3 separate regions of the Mus musculus genome follow, and regions 1 and 2 are each linked to region 3. Evidence: chromatin contacts called from public promoter capture Hi-C data. All regions are on one chromosome and are shown on one strand. Each heading gives the region's core, a stretch centred on a gene start, on an enhancer-like site or on the middle of the called end of the contact. The rest is flanking DNA. Distances are from core to core; before and after follow the strand shown.

Evidence for each region. Promoter capture Hi-C pulls out the DNA fragments that hold promoters and counts their contacts.
Region 1: a promoter capture Hi-C map of embryonic stem cells shows a contact between it and region 3, with 2.3 times the contacts expected there. The contact joins the enhancer-like site here to the promoter of Cacna1s in region 3. A contact is called at or near these places in 5 of 39 promoter capture datasets (the 3T3-L1 cell line, embryonic stem cells, pre-B cells and 1 more), 2 of 484 Hi-C or Micro-C datasets (the HPC-7 cell line and embryonic fibroblasts), 1 of 115 datasets of contacts at active chromatin or transcription factors (pancreatic cancer cells) and 2 of 9 other capture datasets (embryonic stem cells and pancreatic islet).
Region 2: a promoter capture Hi-C map of stem cell-derived epiblast-like cells shows a contact between it and region 3, with 2.4 times the contacts expected there. The contact joins the enhancer-like site here to the promoter of Cacna1s in region 3. A contact is called at or near these places in 16 of 39 promoter capture datasets (the 3T3-L1 cell line, the C10 cell line, the HPC-7 cell line and 10 more), 1 of 484 Hi-C or Micro-C datasets (cerebral cortex), 3 of 115 datasets of contacts at active chromatin or transcription factors (embryonic basal ganglia, embryonic stem cells and stem cell-derived neural progenitor cells) and 2 of 9 other capture datasets (liver and pancreatic islet).

What each region holds. Positions count from the first base shown.
Region 1 is chr1:136,393,085-136,397,576 of GRCm38.p6, forward strand. No RefSeq gene overlaps it. Among named protein-coding and RNA genes, the nearest start is that of Ddx59, 20 kb to the right of the region's middle. Within about 2 kb of position 1,622, at least 37 of the 459 cell types and tissues checked have an H3K27ac peak or open chromatin away from gene starts, as enhancers often do. A contact at or near this core is called in embryonic stem cells, where this site is marked.
Region 2 is chr1:136,425,682-136,430,564 of GRCm38.p6, forward strand. All of the region lies in intron 4 of Ddx59 (DEAD box helicase 59), which reads left to right. Among named protein-coding and RNA genes, the nearest start is that of 9230116N13Rik, 13 kb to the left of the region's middle. Within about 2 kb of position 2,165, at least 35 of the 459 cell types and tissues checked have an H3K27ac peak or open chromatin away from gene starts, as enhancers often do. A contact at or near this core is called in embryonic stem cells and stem cell-derived epiblast-like cells, where this site is marked.
Region 3 is chr1:136,050,387-136,055,074 of GRCm38.p6, forward strand. It overlaps Cacna1s (calcium channel, voltage-dependent, L type, alpha 1S subunit), which reads left to right and starts at 2,425. Exons shown (of 44, transcript NM_001081023.2): 1 at 2,425-2,666; 2 at 4,193-4,298. The coding sequence starts at 2,515. It overlaps Ascl5 (achaete-scute family bHLH transcription factor 5), which reads left to right and starts at 418. Exons shown (of 1, transcript NM_001270609.1): 1 at 418-984. The coding sequence starts at 418. The coding sequence ends at 984.

The DNA.
Region 1 (4,492 bases), core at 372-2,871, 340 kb after region 3:
GCTCTTCCAAACAGAAAACACCAACTACAGATCATTTTTATTACTTTGATATTTTGATACTGTTGGGAAAGGGGAACATTTTTTAAAGTCCTGAAAGTTGGAAAGTGGGGCAGGAAAATACTGTGTCTGCAAGGCTAGCCTGGGCTACATAGTGAAACTCTGGTCAATCTGACCTACAGAGGGAGAAGCTGTCTCAAGCCAAGCAAGCAAGCAAACAAGGTTGCTCCTCAGTGTGTTCTTTTGGAGCTATTTCTTTCTTGCTGTTGTTTTATTTTTGAAGGTATTTCTAAAGGGTCCTGGAGGGAGTTTGATTCAGTCTGTGTTGTAATGGAGATTATGTTACTCTGAATTATTTAATTCCACTAAGTGGTAAGAAAAAACGCTGTTGTGCTCTTGAAGAACTGCAGGATGAGAGCCTAGGCTCTGTGTGGAAGGAGAGTTTATGTCTAGGAAAGAAGCGTATAAAAAGCAGAACACAGTGATGTCTGTTTGTTTAGGCTTGTTTGTCAACCTGCTTCATCTTGATTGAATTCTTTATTTAAAAAAATTTTAGTGGTTTGTTTACTTTTATTTTATGTGTATTAGTGTTTGCCTGCATGTATGTCTGTGTATCATGTGCTAAAGTGATGCCCCCAGACACTAGAAAGAGCATTGGATCCCTTGGAACTGGAGTTACAGATGGTTGTAAGCCATCATATAGATGCTGGGATCTGAACCCAGATCCACTGCAAGAGCTGTATAAAAAAAGCTAGCTAAAGATGAGCCAGGGACAAGCCAGCCAGCAATGTTCCTCTGCGCGTGTGTAATATATATATATATATTACACACGCGCACACACACACACACATATATATATATATATTACATATATATGTATAGAGAACAGGCTCTACAGTGTTGACCTCTGATCTCTATGCAATGTTGCAGTACATATGTGCACACATATATATGCATGTATAATACATATATGTATATGAACACTACTACTATCACTACTACTACATCAAATTTGCAAAGCATTCTTTATATTTACACATGTGGGCTCAAACGACCACTTTCTGATCAGAGTCCAGGCCTTCTCCACAGGAGGGAATCCATATTAGGTACCATAAAATATGGTCAGAAGTCCATGGCTGGAGAGGTCGTAGACCCCAGTGGGGAAGCTACCACTGTTGCTTTGCTAAATGGATGGAATGTGTGCACTGAGACGGGAGGTGGACATAGGAGAACCCCCAGAAGCTTATAGGCTAACGAGACTGAGGTATTAAACATGGCAGAAATAGCGAGAGAGATTCTACCTCAAAACAAGGTGGAGAAAGAAAACTGATTATGACATCCACATTTGCTGTGGCATGTACACACACACACACACACACACACAATTACCTATAATAACAAATAAATGAAACATTTACACAAAATCGATTCATGATCTGTCTTGAGATATTGCTACTCTAAACTCTCAGTCATGTTAAAACATGTGGAAAAAAAACAACAACAACAAAATAAACCAAAACAAAAGTTCCCAGTTTTGCCTACATCCGGAGCCTAGAGCCTACCCGCCTGGCTCTTTCTGTGCACTGTGCGTGATGGATGGGCGGAGTCAAGCCCTGCTGAGCTAAACGGGAAGCTGCCAAGTTCTCACTCAGCTTTTCCGCTGATGCTTTTAGCAGATGCTGATGGTCTTTGCTCGCATGCATTATGTCATTAGAGCAAACAGCACTGTGGTACTCTAAATCCATCATGACTGGTGTACTTTTTAGCTAGGACAAAATGGAAAGAGTCATCCACCAATGGTTATCCTGGGGTACAGCGTGTGCGAGAGAGATAGTCGGATCTTGGTTTTTACTTGTTACAAGTTAGTTTTCTAGCATCTTTCTGAGTTAACCATGGACATTTTTTTTCTGCTCTCTTCCTCTTCCTTCCTCTTCTCCTCCTTCTCTTTTCCAGTCGTTGTTGAATCTACCTACATATAAGATCAAGCAACATTATAATGAATGACATTCCTTCTCCATACAAGAAGCCTGTCTTGCTGTTGTTGGGATAATCTCTTGTGCACTGTGTAAAGGTTGTCTTTGTATGAAGCATCACCGGTCTCAGTAGTTTGTAAACATCTTCTCCATCACCTGATTGGTTTAATAAAGAGTTGAATGGCCTATAGCAAGGAAGGAGAAGATAGGCGGGACTTCCAGGCAGAGTTAGGAACTCTGGGAAATAAACCGAGGCAGGAGATGCTCTACTCAGACAGGAAGGTGGGAGATTCCCCAACCAGAGCAGAGGAAAAAACAGGTGCTGGGACATAAGAAAAGGGACAGGGGAAAAAAAAAAAAAAGGACAGAGCTAGACGACCACGTTTACTTACATGAGCTAGTTGAGAGTCTGCTAAGCTAAGAGCAAGCTTTCATAATTAATAAAAGGTCTCTGTGTCATTATTCAGTAGCTGACAGGCCAGAGGCTATTTGGCTATATGCTATATCAACCACCATGGTAATTTTTACAGTAATAGAAAGATAAGCTAAGCATAGAATGTTTTTAGTAGCAACATAAAAGGTATAAACTTAGGGAAATTTATAGACAGAAAATTTGACATTCTATTAAAGAAAGCAAATGAAGTGACGTCATTAAACCAAATTGAGAGTAAATTTTGACTTGGGAAAATATAACATACTTGTGATTTGTAAAAATCTAACCAAAATCCAAAACCATCTTAATGTGTCCCCCCTTCCCCAACACACACACACACACACACACACACACACACACACACACCTTTGGACACTGCTTTAGGAATAATCTGAATAGAACACCTATCTAGAAGCTTCTAGAGAAATAGGCTAACCAGACTTGCGATATCAGCTTATGTATGACCCAGTTCATAAAAGTACTTAACACTGGGCATAGGAACAAGATTGCTTAGGAGAGAGAGTAATGAAGGCCAGGAACTCCTCCTGCTTATGTTCCTGTCTCAAGAGAATCTGAAAATGGTGTAGAAAAATGGCTTAAGATCTACCACTTGCCTTGACTTAAAAACAAATATCCATCGTTGTGTTGGTAGATGGCTAGATGCTTAAATCCTTGTAAGTGATTTAAGCGGTTTAATGTGCCAGTTGTTGCCAAAGTGCTGGTGACCCGAAAGCAAAGAAATAAATAGAAATTCAAATCCGCCCTCAGAGACTTCATGTCAGAACAGGTGACATACTCAGGGTAAAGGGCAGGCAGCGTTAGTGACGGACTGTATAAAGCCACAAAGGATTGATGTTCTCCCAGAGTAACTGTTACATCCTAACCCAGGGGAGATAGGTTGTGCAGCTTGTGTTTTCACAGAAGAGCTCCACTACAAGGCTAACCCAAAAACTTTTGCTTTAAAATGCTCTCCAAGAAAATGAAGGGAGCACACACTGACAGCGGAAACTAGCCTGGGTCACTAGTCAGCAACGCCTGGTTTTGTTCGATTTCATAGTTGGAGTTCCTTGAAGTCAGGTACAGTCTAAAAATGTAACTATGGTGCAATGAAGAACTAAGATAATTTTGCCTAGAACCTAGAGAGGTGACTTAGAGGTCAGAGGCTAGTACTGCTCTTGCAGAGGAACTGAGTTTACTTCCTGGAACCCATGTCAGGTGGCTCATACCTGCATCACTCCAACTCCAGGAAGAGCTGAAGCTTTTGGCCTCTGTGGGCGTCAGCGCTCACATGGCCACATAGTTTAAGATACTTGTAAAATATATTTTTTGTTTTAGTTTGTTGAGCCAGGGGACTTAGATCTGGGACTTAGGGACTTCGGACTTAGCTAGGGCTGGTGGTCTTAGACTCCCTATGTAGCTGAGGTGACCTTAAACATCTGATACTTCTGCCTCCTCCTCCCAAATGCTGGGATTACAGACATGTGCCATCCAATTCAGATTATTTCTATGTTCAAATACATCTTGTTTTATTTTCAGTTTTAATAAAGTAAATCTTATATACTTATTTTGACACGTATGCTTATTGACATTATTAATTATATACAATAATGGGTTTCATCATGACATTTTCATACATATATATGACATACTTTGATCATAGTCTCCTCTAATACCCTCTTGTTCCCCCATCCTCCCCCACTCTTTCTAATTGCCTCCTTTTCCCAACTAGTTCCTCCTCATTTCCTTTCTTTCTTTCTTTCTTTTTTTTTTTTTTTTTCTGCCCTGGTGACTCAATGAGTTTTAACTGGGCAAATTACAAGAGACAGAGACAGGGACAGAGACAGAGACAGAGGAGAGAAAGTTTACATAAACTATACATTAGACTATGCTGTTTTAATTGCTTGTTGGTATCTTTTACTGGGCTCACTTTATAAATTAAGCTTTACTGCAGGTATATATATATATATATGTATATATATATATATATATATGTATGTATGTATATGTGTGTGTGTGTGTGTGTGTGTGTGTGTGTGTGTGTGTGTAGGGGAAACCTGATATATACAGGTTCACTACTCTGGTGTGGGGC
Region 2 (4,883 bases), core at 915-3,414, 380 kb after region 3:
TGTCTCTCCAGTATCAAAATGCTTTATGCTTCCTGATGTTTAAAATAGTCAATAATAATAATAATAACTACTTATAGGAACTATATCAGTAGCTAATAGTAGTTATTTGAATGGTATTTGAGAGATAGTTCTTTTCTAATGGGCATTGGTATAGTGGTTGAGAAACTTTTGTTGTTATCGTTAATATATCAGAGAGGCATTTTATATCTCTGAAGTATAAAATAAAGTAAGTGCATTGTTTTATTATATATGTACACACACATACACACACACACATGTATGTATATGTGTGTGTTTATTATTTTACTTACTATGTATATGTGCCCTGGGTACAGGGATGGCATTTGCCCAGTTCTCAAGCTGGTCTGCATGATGTTATGTGGTATGATGATATAGTCCATGTAATAATGATGATGATGATGATGATAATAATAATAATATAGGTCTGTGTGTGTGTATGCGTATTATTTTACTTACTGTGTGTATGTGCTCATGTACTTGCCATGAGTGTCAAGGTTAGAGGACAACTTGTGGAAGCTGGTTCTGTCCTCTGCATGTGGGTTCCAGAGATAAAACTCAGGTTTTTAAGATTGACAGCAAGCACCTTTACCACTGATCCATCTTGACTACCCTATGGTTTTTAATTTAATTTTATTATTATTATTACTGTTGTATATGCGCATGTGTGTACATGCATGAGTATGTGCACAGGATCATGCATTCCATGACACCTGTGTGGAAGTCAGAGGACAACTTTTAGAAGCTGCTTCCTTTCTTCTGTCATGGGGTCCAGGGATTGAACTCAGGTCACCAGGCTTTGGTACAAGTGCCTGTACCCTGAGCCATCCCTGCCAGGCTTATATCTTCCTCATCATCACCATTATCATCACCACCACCACCACCACCACCATCATCATCACCACCACCACCATCATCATCATCATTATCACCATTATCATCACCATCACCACCATCATCACCACCACCACCACCACCACCATCATCATCACCACCACCGGATGGACTATACCACTTAATATCACGCAGACAAGCATGAGAACTGGGCAGATACCATGCTTGCATCCAGGGCACATTTTCCTTCATGTTCCCCACCAGCAGTGACAGCCGAGGTTTGGTGGTAAAGGTGTGAGGCAGGCTCTGACCAGTGGTCACCTGGTGTGCCCTTGTCCCAGCAGACAGCAGGGGACACCTTCAGGCATGTAGAGATAGATGATGGAGCCCAGACTCTCAAAGTCAGGTTTTGAACTTTTTTAAAATTTAATTTATTAATTAATTTTTTTTTAACTTATTCACTTTTCATCCCACTCACTGCCCCATTCCCGATCACCCCCTCCCACAAACCTTCTCCCATTCCACCCTTTTCCTCTGAGTGCACGGATCCCCCTGGGTATCCCCTCACCCTGGCACTTCAAGCCTCTGCAGGGCTAGGAGCTTCCTCTCCCACTGAGGCCAGACAAGGCAGCCCAGCTAGTAGAACGTATCCCAGTACAGGGAACAGCTTTTAGGACAGCCCCCACTCCAGTCGTTCAGGACCCACATGAAGGTCAAGCTGCACAGCTGCTGCATATGTGTGGGGAGGAGGAGGCCTAGGTCCAGCCTGTGGATGTTCTTTAGTTGGTGGTTCAGACTCTGAGGCCCCCCAAGGGTCCAGGTTAGTTGACTGTCAGTCTTCTGGTGGAGTCCCTATTCCCTCCTGGGTCCGCAGTCCTTCCCCCTATTCTTCCATAGAACCCCAAGCTCCGTCCACTATTTGGCTGCGGGTGTCTGCCTCTGTCTGAGTCAGCTGCTGAGAGAACTTGGGCAAGCTCTTTAATCTTACAGAGCAGGAGTGAGGATGAGCAATGTTGGACAGTGTCTGGTAGACTAAGATGTCCAAAGGAAATGAAAAATAATGTAACGGAAACCTTTGAAAGGTGTGCTGAGTCAGCGCCCCCTGGATGGCTGTGGGTAGAAGTCAGGGTGGCCGCACTCTACCTCTTCAGGGCACTTTAACTTTTGTGCGGCAGGTAGGGAGGGGTTCTAGGGCCTGTCAGCCATCCTGGACCATTATGATGCAAAGGAAGTATCTGGTTGTGTGTGGAGTGTCTGAAGCTCCTGCCCCAGTGCCTCAGTATTAAGGGGTGTGGTTTCTTTGTAGCTCAGAGGGAAACAGCCTTATCAGTTGTTGGTGCTGCAGAAGTTAGCACAGGAATGCTGTCAATGTACCGATTAACCAACTCCAGGCGTTTTACATAGAATTGCAGAAATATTTTCATTGTGATTCAAACCTACGTAATACTGAAATTTTGAGAAGAAAGGCATACACTTGAAATAAAGGCAAAAACATTATACTGTCTACCGAGACACAGAAATACTCAAATAGGGACTGGTAAGGTGGCTCAGCAGGTGAAGGTACTTCCTGCCAAGCCCCAAGCCAGATGACCTGAGTTCAGTCTCCAGAACCTGCATGGTAGAAGGAGAGAACAAACTCCAACAAGTTGTTCTGTAACCTACAGACAACACACACACACCACAAATAAATAAATAAACAACATTTTTACTAAAAAAAAAAAAAAAAGTACTTAGATAAACAGTATAGTCCAATGATTGGCAAATATTTTCTCTAAAACAGCAGTAGTGGTGAAGAGCACTGACTACTCTCCCAGGGGACCCAGGTTCAATTCCCAGCACCTACATTGCTGCTCACAACAGTCTGTAATCCCAGTTTCAAGGGAGCTGATGACCTTTCTGGCTTTGGGGCCAGTATGATCTTTTGAAACTAACCTGTACAACTGTAGCAGTATGAAAATCACCAGAGTGGGATGGTGGCATATACCTCTACCTATGCCTTACTGAAGTGCCAAAGGCAGGAGGATCATAAAGTCAAGACCAATCTAGACTTCACAGATAGCAACACTGGGCCTCAAGAAAACCAAGAGGATAAAACAGAAACAAAAACCCAGATGTGGGGCTGAGGAGAGATCTCAGTCAGTGAAGATGCCCTAGTCAGCGCGATACCCGAGATCCTACCATACTAAGTGTGGTAGTGCACACTCAGTGTAGTCCTAGAGCTGGGGAGTGGAGACAGGCAGAAGGGCCAGCCAGTCTACCCTGCTTGGCAAGCTTCAGGCCACTGGGAGATACCACAACGAAAACCAGGGAGAATGGCACCCGAGGTGGACCGGTGGCCATCACACAGGCATACATGTCTGTATGTATACAGGTCCATCTCCAGGAACACCACACACACGCAGACACGAGTACACACGCCTATAAACCCAGCCCTCACCTAGAGAAGCAGAGGCAGAAGGACCTCAGGTTCAGGAGCAGCATGAGTTAGAAAGCGACTCTGATTCAAAACATCAAGGACTGGGGGAAGGAGATGTGAGTGACTCTATAGATTAAGAGGATCTGCTGCTCTCGTAGAGGACCCAGGTTTGATTCCCAGTACCCACAAAGGAGCTCTTAGCTGTCTATGACTGAGTCTCAGGGGATCTGACACCTTCTAGTTCCTGTGCGTACCAGGCACAAGTAGGTACTCATTCATGCATGCCGACAAGCACAGTACACATAGGCTAAAAATAAATCTTTTTTAAAAAAGGATTGTGAGTATAATGGATTGTAAAGTACTTGCCTAGCATTTGCAAGATGTTGGGTTCTATCTATTACACCATTTAAAAAATATATTAGAAGAGGAGAACGGTGGCTGGATGTGACTGGTTTCCACACAACAGGTAAAGGTTGGAAAGTGTCTGATAGCCATAGCTTGTCAACTAGAAGGGAAAACTACTGTAACATAAACTACTGTATTATGCATATGATATGCTAATTGTCCAGGACAGTTAAGATCAGGTATAGAATTAAGAGAGTGAGTGTTTTTCACACTATTAAAAAATAGTAATGGGATTTGAACTGCTCCTTAGAAGATGAGAAAAAAATTTAAAAGCCGGAGGACAGGTGAAATATTCCAGTGAGATGAACAGTCAGAAAGCCCAAGTGACTTGTCGAGGAGGAGGAAGGAGCTGGAGGAATTCTTCCTGAGCAGCAGCAGGAAGTGGAGTTGGGTAGCCAGGGTGGGGTCAAATTATAGAGGCCCTGACGGGAGGCAGGAGCTTGTGGATCTGATGTGGGAGACAGTGAGGCCTTCTAAATTACTCGTTGGGCATAGCATGGTAAAAGTGGTGTTTTAGGGAGGCGATCTCCCTGCTCTCGGTACATGAGATTTAAAGAGGAAGGACCCAGAGACCAGGCATCCAGCGAACCAGCCAAGGAGTGAGGGGGTCAAGGGCAGGGTGGAGGCCCCGGGACTGAAGGGTTAAATCTGAGAGTCCCTGTAAAGTAATCATTTATGAGGCTTCTGATGACATATGGCATATGGGGAAAGAAGGCAGCTGGAGAGGTGACTCCAGAAATTATAGCTGTGCCTTTAATTTTAGAAAGGGTAACCGAGTAAATGTGGGTCCTGGTAATATTGTCTGAGCTTGGCCTTGCTGTGAACAGCAGACGACGGGGAATGCTTTTCTCCTGCACAGGGAGTGCACTGGAGTCTGTGATGTCTACTGGAGTCTGTGACATCTGGTCCTCCAAGAGAAGGCTGGAGGGAAGTGAGCCGAGAAGACAGAGCTGAGAGCCTGGCGTGTGAAGCTGCTGCTGAGTCAGTCAGCAGAGGGACAGGAACTGAGAGTGAGACTGTAAGGAGGGGTGATGACTGCTGCGAGAGGAGGGCCAGGACTCATAATCCCTTGCAGTTTGAAACCTCTGCTCCTGTCACCATCTGTGTCTCTTGTCAGGCCTTCCCTTTGCCCTAGAATAGTCCCACAACCCCATCCTGCTCTTTCCTCTCTGCTTCAGATGAGGGACTTTGAAACTGTCCCCATCCCTCT
Region 3 (4,688 bases), core at 1,175-3,674:
CTGCAAAAAGATCCAGTGAGGAACAAGAATTGGGCGCTGGGGGAATCTGGTCATGGAGGCTCGCAGCTAGAGCCAGGGGCAGTGCTGGCGGCCTTGGACTGCAGGAAGAGGCAAGACTCTCAGTCCAGGAGGACCAGGCAGGGAAGAGGGAGAAAGTGCTCAGATTGCTCAACACATGTCACCGCAGGCGCGACCACAGCAGATACCTGCTGTGCCTCTGCTAGCTGCTGCACTTGTCCAGAGCTATGACTCACATTAAGGAGTCCAAGCCAACCCAAAAAGGCAAAATGAAGCCTTAGCAACTCGCAGCACCCCAGAGTGCTAGCAATGTGACTTGTCCCCTTTGTCAGGACCACACAGAGCCCGTGCAGAGGCCTTTCAGAGGGCCTCACTCTGGGTCCAGCTCCACGAGGCACAATGAACAGTAACTTCTGCCGAGCTCTGGTGGACCGTGGGCCCCCGGGGGGCATGCAGCTAGGTGTCGTGGCCCCTGCTGGACAGACGCCGCTGGCAGCCACCGAACCCTTGAGCAACGTACCCTTTCTATTGTACCCCGGCCACTCCGAGCCGCCTTACTACGACGCCTACACTGGGGTGTTCCCCTACGTGCCCTTTCCCGGCGCCTTCGGGGTTTACGACTACCCGTTCGAGCCTGCCTTCATCCAGAAGCGCAACGAGCGAGAGCGGCAGCGCGTCAAGTGCGTGAATGAGGGCTACGCGCGCCTCCGCGGCCACCTCCCCGGCGCCCTGACTGAGAAGCGGCTCAGCAAGGTGGAGACACTGCGCGCCGCCATCCGCTACATCAAGTACCTGCAGGAGCTGTTGAGCGCCACCCCCGACGGCGCGCCACCTCCCGCCACCTCCCCGCCGCCCGCCCACACGGGCCACAGCAACGTGCCGCAGCCCTCTTCCTTGGTGGCCGAGTCCAGTGGATCCCCCTTTTCCTCGTCGCCTTTTTTGGAGTCGGAGGAACCCAGCCTTTGATCTGGCCAGAGGCCTGGACTTGCCCCTCTAGGGAACAGCTTTGGGGGCTTCTGGGTCATCTGTGCGGGACAAAGAACAGTGGTGTTCGAGGTCTGTGATCCCACCTCCACCCACTTGAGCCAGATGTGAGGGCCTGGGGTAGAGATGGCGAGATACGGATCCCAGGAGCTGATGTCTGCGGTGAGGAGCAGAGCCCTGGACAGCTCCTGGACCAGCCTCAGCGAAGCTCTGCTGTCCACCACACCAAGTCCCCTGGAAGTCAGCCACACTTTCTGTTATGCCTGAACCTTCCACAAGATGGCCTCAAATACTAGCGAGGAGCTTGATGGCCTCTAAAGAGCAGGAATTCTGAGGGAGGGACGAGGGAAGTGAAGACAGGCAGCTGCTTGCATTCAGCACCCTGGAGCTGACAGACTTAGGGGAAGTGTGTGTGTGTGTGTGTGTGTGTGTGTGTGTGTGTGTGTGTGTGAGAGAGAGAGAGAGAGAGAGAGAGAGAGAGAGAGAGAGAGAGAGAGAGAGAGAGAGAGGGAGGGAGAGGTCGCTGGTGCCCATTGGCTTCCTTGACAGCGAGTGATCACCTCCCCTCTCCCACCCTTCAGTCTCTTCTGGACTTAACGCCTCCCCCACCCCAAGACTTGTAAGCTTCTAGGGTCCACTGACATTGTGTTTACATCAAGGACTAAATAAAAAGGGATTGTTGAATTTTGTGATTCCTGAATTATTGTCTATGCCCACCCTCCACCTTGCAATGTTTGCTAGCTGGTGCAGTCACCTAACATTTCCAGAGAGATTAGTGTGTATGCTGAGACTGAATATGGGAGAGGCCAGGGTTCTAGGGAGAAAGCACACAGACATTGTCTAGTGAGGGATTGGAGGACCAGGGGCCCTGTGAGAGCAGTGCACATTCAAGGTTGCCTGGAGCCTTTCCCTCTGGTAGGAGAGGGGCTCCATATTTGCCAGAAGAAGGCATTGGGGGCGGCAAGTGTGAGAGGGTCCTGGGCAGATCCTGACAGACACTGAGACTGGTGTGAGTGGAGCTATGCTGAGCTAGGCCACCACCCAACACATTCTCTGGACAGAGCCACGGAGTTGGGGTGGGGAGAAACTTAATCTCCATCTAAGGAACCTGTTTGGAGTTTGTGGCTCTACTCCACGGGTTCCTCTCCCTGACCCTCATTGCCCCAGCTGTGAAGCCTTCCTGTCTCCCACTGCCCCTACCCCGTCTCAAGCCTGGATATAATAAGTCACCCCTTTACACCCAGCCCTTGCCTCCTCGGGGGCAGATGGGGATGTCACCGGCTGGACTGGAAGGAATGACAGCTGCCTGGCCGCAGGAGCCTGGGCTGGGCAGCAGGGGCTAATTTTACTCGCTGGGAGCAGAGAGAGTAATCCTCCCGCCCCCACGCCCGACCCGTCTGCCTGCCTCAGCAGGATAGGCTCAGTCAGGTCCAGTCCCCAAGGTGGGGGCACTGGGGACACAGGGAGGAGAGGGCAGTGGGCTGGGGGAAGAGAGGGGTGTCAGGGAAAGCCATGGAGCCGCCCTCACCCCAGGACGAGGGCCTGAGGAAGAAGCAGCCGAAGAAACCTGTTCCTGAGATTCTGCCGAGGCCCCCGCGGGCCTTGTTCTGCCTGACTCTACAGAACCCCCTGAGGAAGGCCTGCATCAGCATCGTGGAATGGAAGTATCCTTTCTAGCACCTGAGCGAGATGGAGCAGGGAGTGGGTGGGAGGCAGAGGTGGAAGGTACGGGGTGGTCACAAAGCTTGGACTTTTAGCATCAGGGTGACCCAGGCTCTTGGGAAAGGGGTGAACCTACACCTAGACCAGCAAAAGGAACCTTTGCGAAAGCAGGAAGGGAGGTCTCCGCCACAATGGAAAGGGGCTTCTCGGAGCCTGAGGACAACTCTCGGGTCATAGGGGAGAGCCACTGAGCTATTGAGCATCTTGTGGAGGGCCTGTGTTCTTAGGAGTCTTTCTAAGTGTGTTCAGGTCTCTGTCATCATGGGGGTACCACCCAAGATTTTGAATAAGATGAAGGACGGAGCAGCTCCTGAGGAAATCCTCCACAGAGGGAGAGTGGAAAACGATTGACAGTCCAGGGACAACTTCCACTGGCTAGAGTCCCAGTTACAAATGGAACTGGAGAAGTGGATTCGAGGGGAGGCCTGCTCTTATTGGCTCCTGGATGCTGGCGAGCAAACTTGGATGTTTTAGCTCAGAAGTAGTACCCTGGGGGACAGGGACCTCAATCTCTCTCTAGGTTTGTTCTGGAAATAACAATGATAATATCTGGGCTATTTGGGGGGAGTAAGGAGGGGCTGCAGAGAGGAGGCCCGTGTTGAGTGGGTTCTGAGAGAGTCAGGAATATTTGAAATATTTTTGACGTGCTCTGGAGGAATGGGATTCCATCAGCTGTTCCTTGGGAAAATGGAGAATGAGGAGTAGCTGGAAGGATACGGGAGCCATGGAGAGACAGCGGGTCTGGAGTCGAGTCTGATCCGCATTGCTACACTCTGCCAGGCCACATCACGTCCAGCCCCCTTCCTCCTTGCCCTCTCTGGTGAGAGCAGCTTCCCCTGGCAGGGCATCCCTTTTCTTGAGCCCACTCTCTTACAGATCTATTCTGTGCTACTCCCCCCCTCATCCCCCATCTCTCTTCAAAAGCTGAAGCTTCTGGGATGAAAACAGGATTTTATCCAAATCTGTCTACATAGCGTGCCTTTCGCTCCCCACCCCGCCTATGCACCAAGGACTCTGCCTGGCTTTCCCTCCTCACATTTGCTTTCTAAATGACCAGCCAGTCAGGAAGGGTGGCACCCAGAGTGCCCTCATGAATTAGCTGCTGGAGGGGGGGAGTATGGGGGGGAGGTGTCCTGGGAGTGCAAGCCTGCACACATGAGTGTGTACACATAGTTCTGGGGCGTACGGGGGGAGGGTGTCCTGGGAGTGCAAGCCTGCACACATGAGTGTGTACACATAGTTCTGAAAATCTGGTTTTCCTCCCATTTCCCCCTCTCCCGATCCTACTCAGCCTGAACATAATCAAACTCCAACCCTACCCCCGAGCCACTTTGGGGTACAAGCCCCCCGCCACATGACTCTCTCTTAGCATTATAGTGACTATTCAGACTGGCCTTTAGGAATTTCATGCCCTCAACCCCACAGATCCCACAGATGGCTCCAGGGCTCTCCTTAACCCTGGTTGCAGACCCTTCGAGACCATCATCTTGCTCACCATCTTTGCCAACTGTGTGGCCCTGGCAGTGTACCTGCCCATGCCAGAGGATGACAACAACACTCTGAACCTCGGCCTGGTAAGCAAGCCTTCCCACCCTTCCTCTCAAGCTCTGCAGCTCCAGCCTGGGAGTCACTTGGTTTCTGTGGGAGATGCTGCTACCGTGGCTCCCTCACAGCGTAGACTGGCGTCCTCACTGCTGAGCTACTGAGTGGCCCCGAAGCTTCCCAGACTAAACGTGTTCAGCCCAATTCCATGATAGCTGTCAGACAATATTCACAGTGCCAAGCACCCAACAGGTGCAAACTCATGGCGCTTTCCCAAGAACTCTCAGAAGTGGTACCAAGACAGATGTGGAAGGCTGGGCCTCAGCAAGGTGAACCAGGGGTGCTGAGCATGAACCTCCTTCCCTGGATAGACTCCAGAAGGTTGCCTACACTGAGCTGCTAGGGGCATATGATATAGAAAT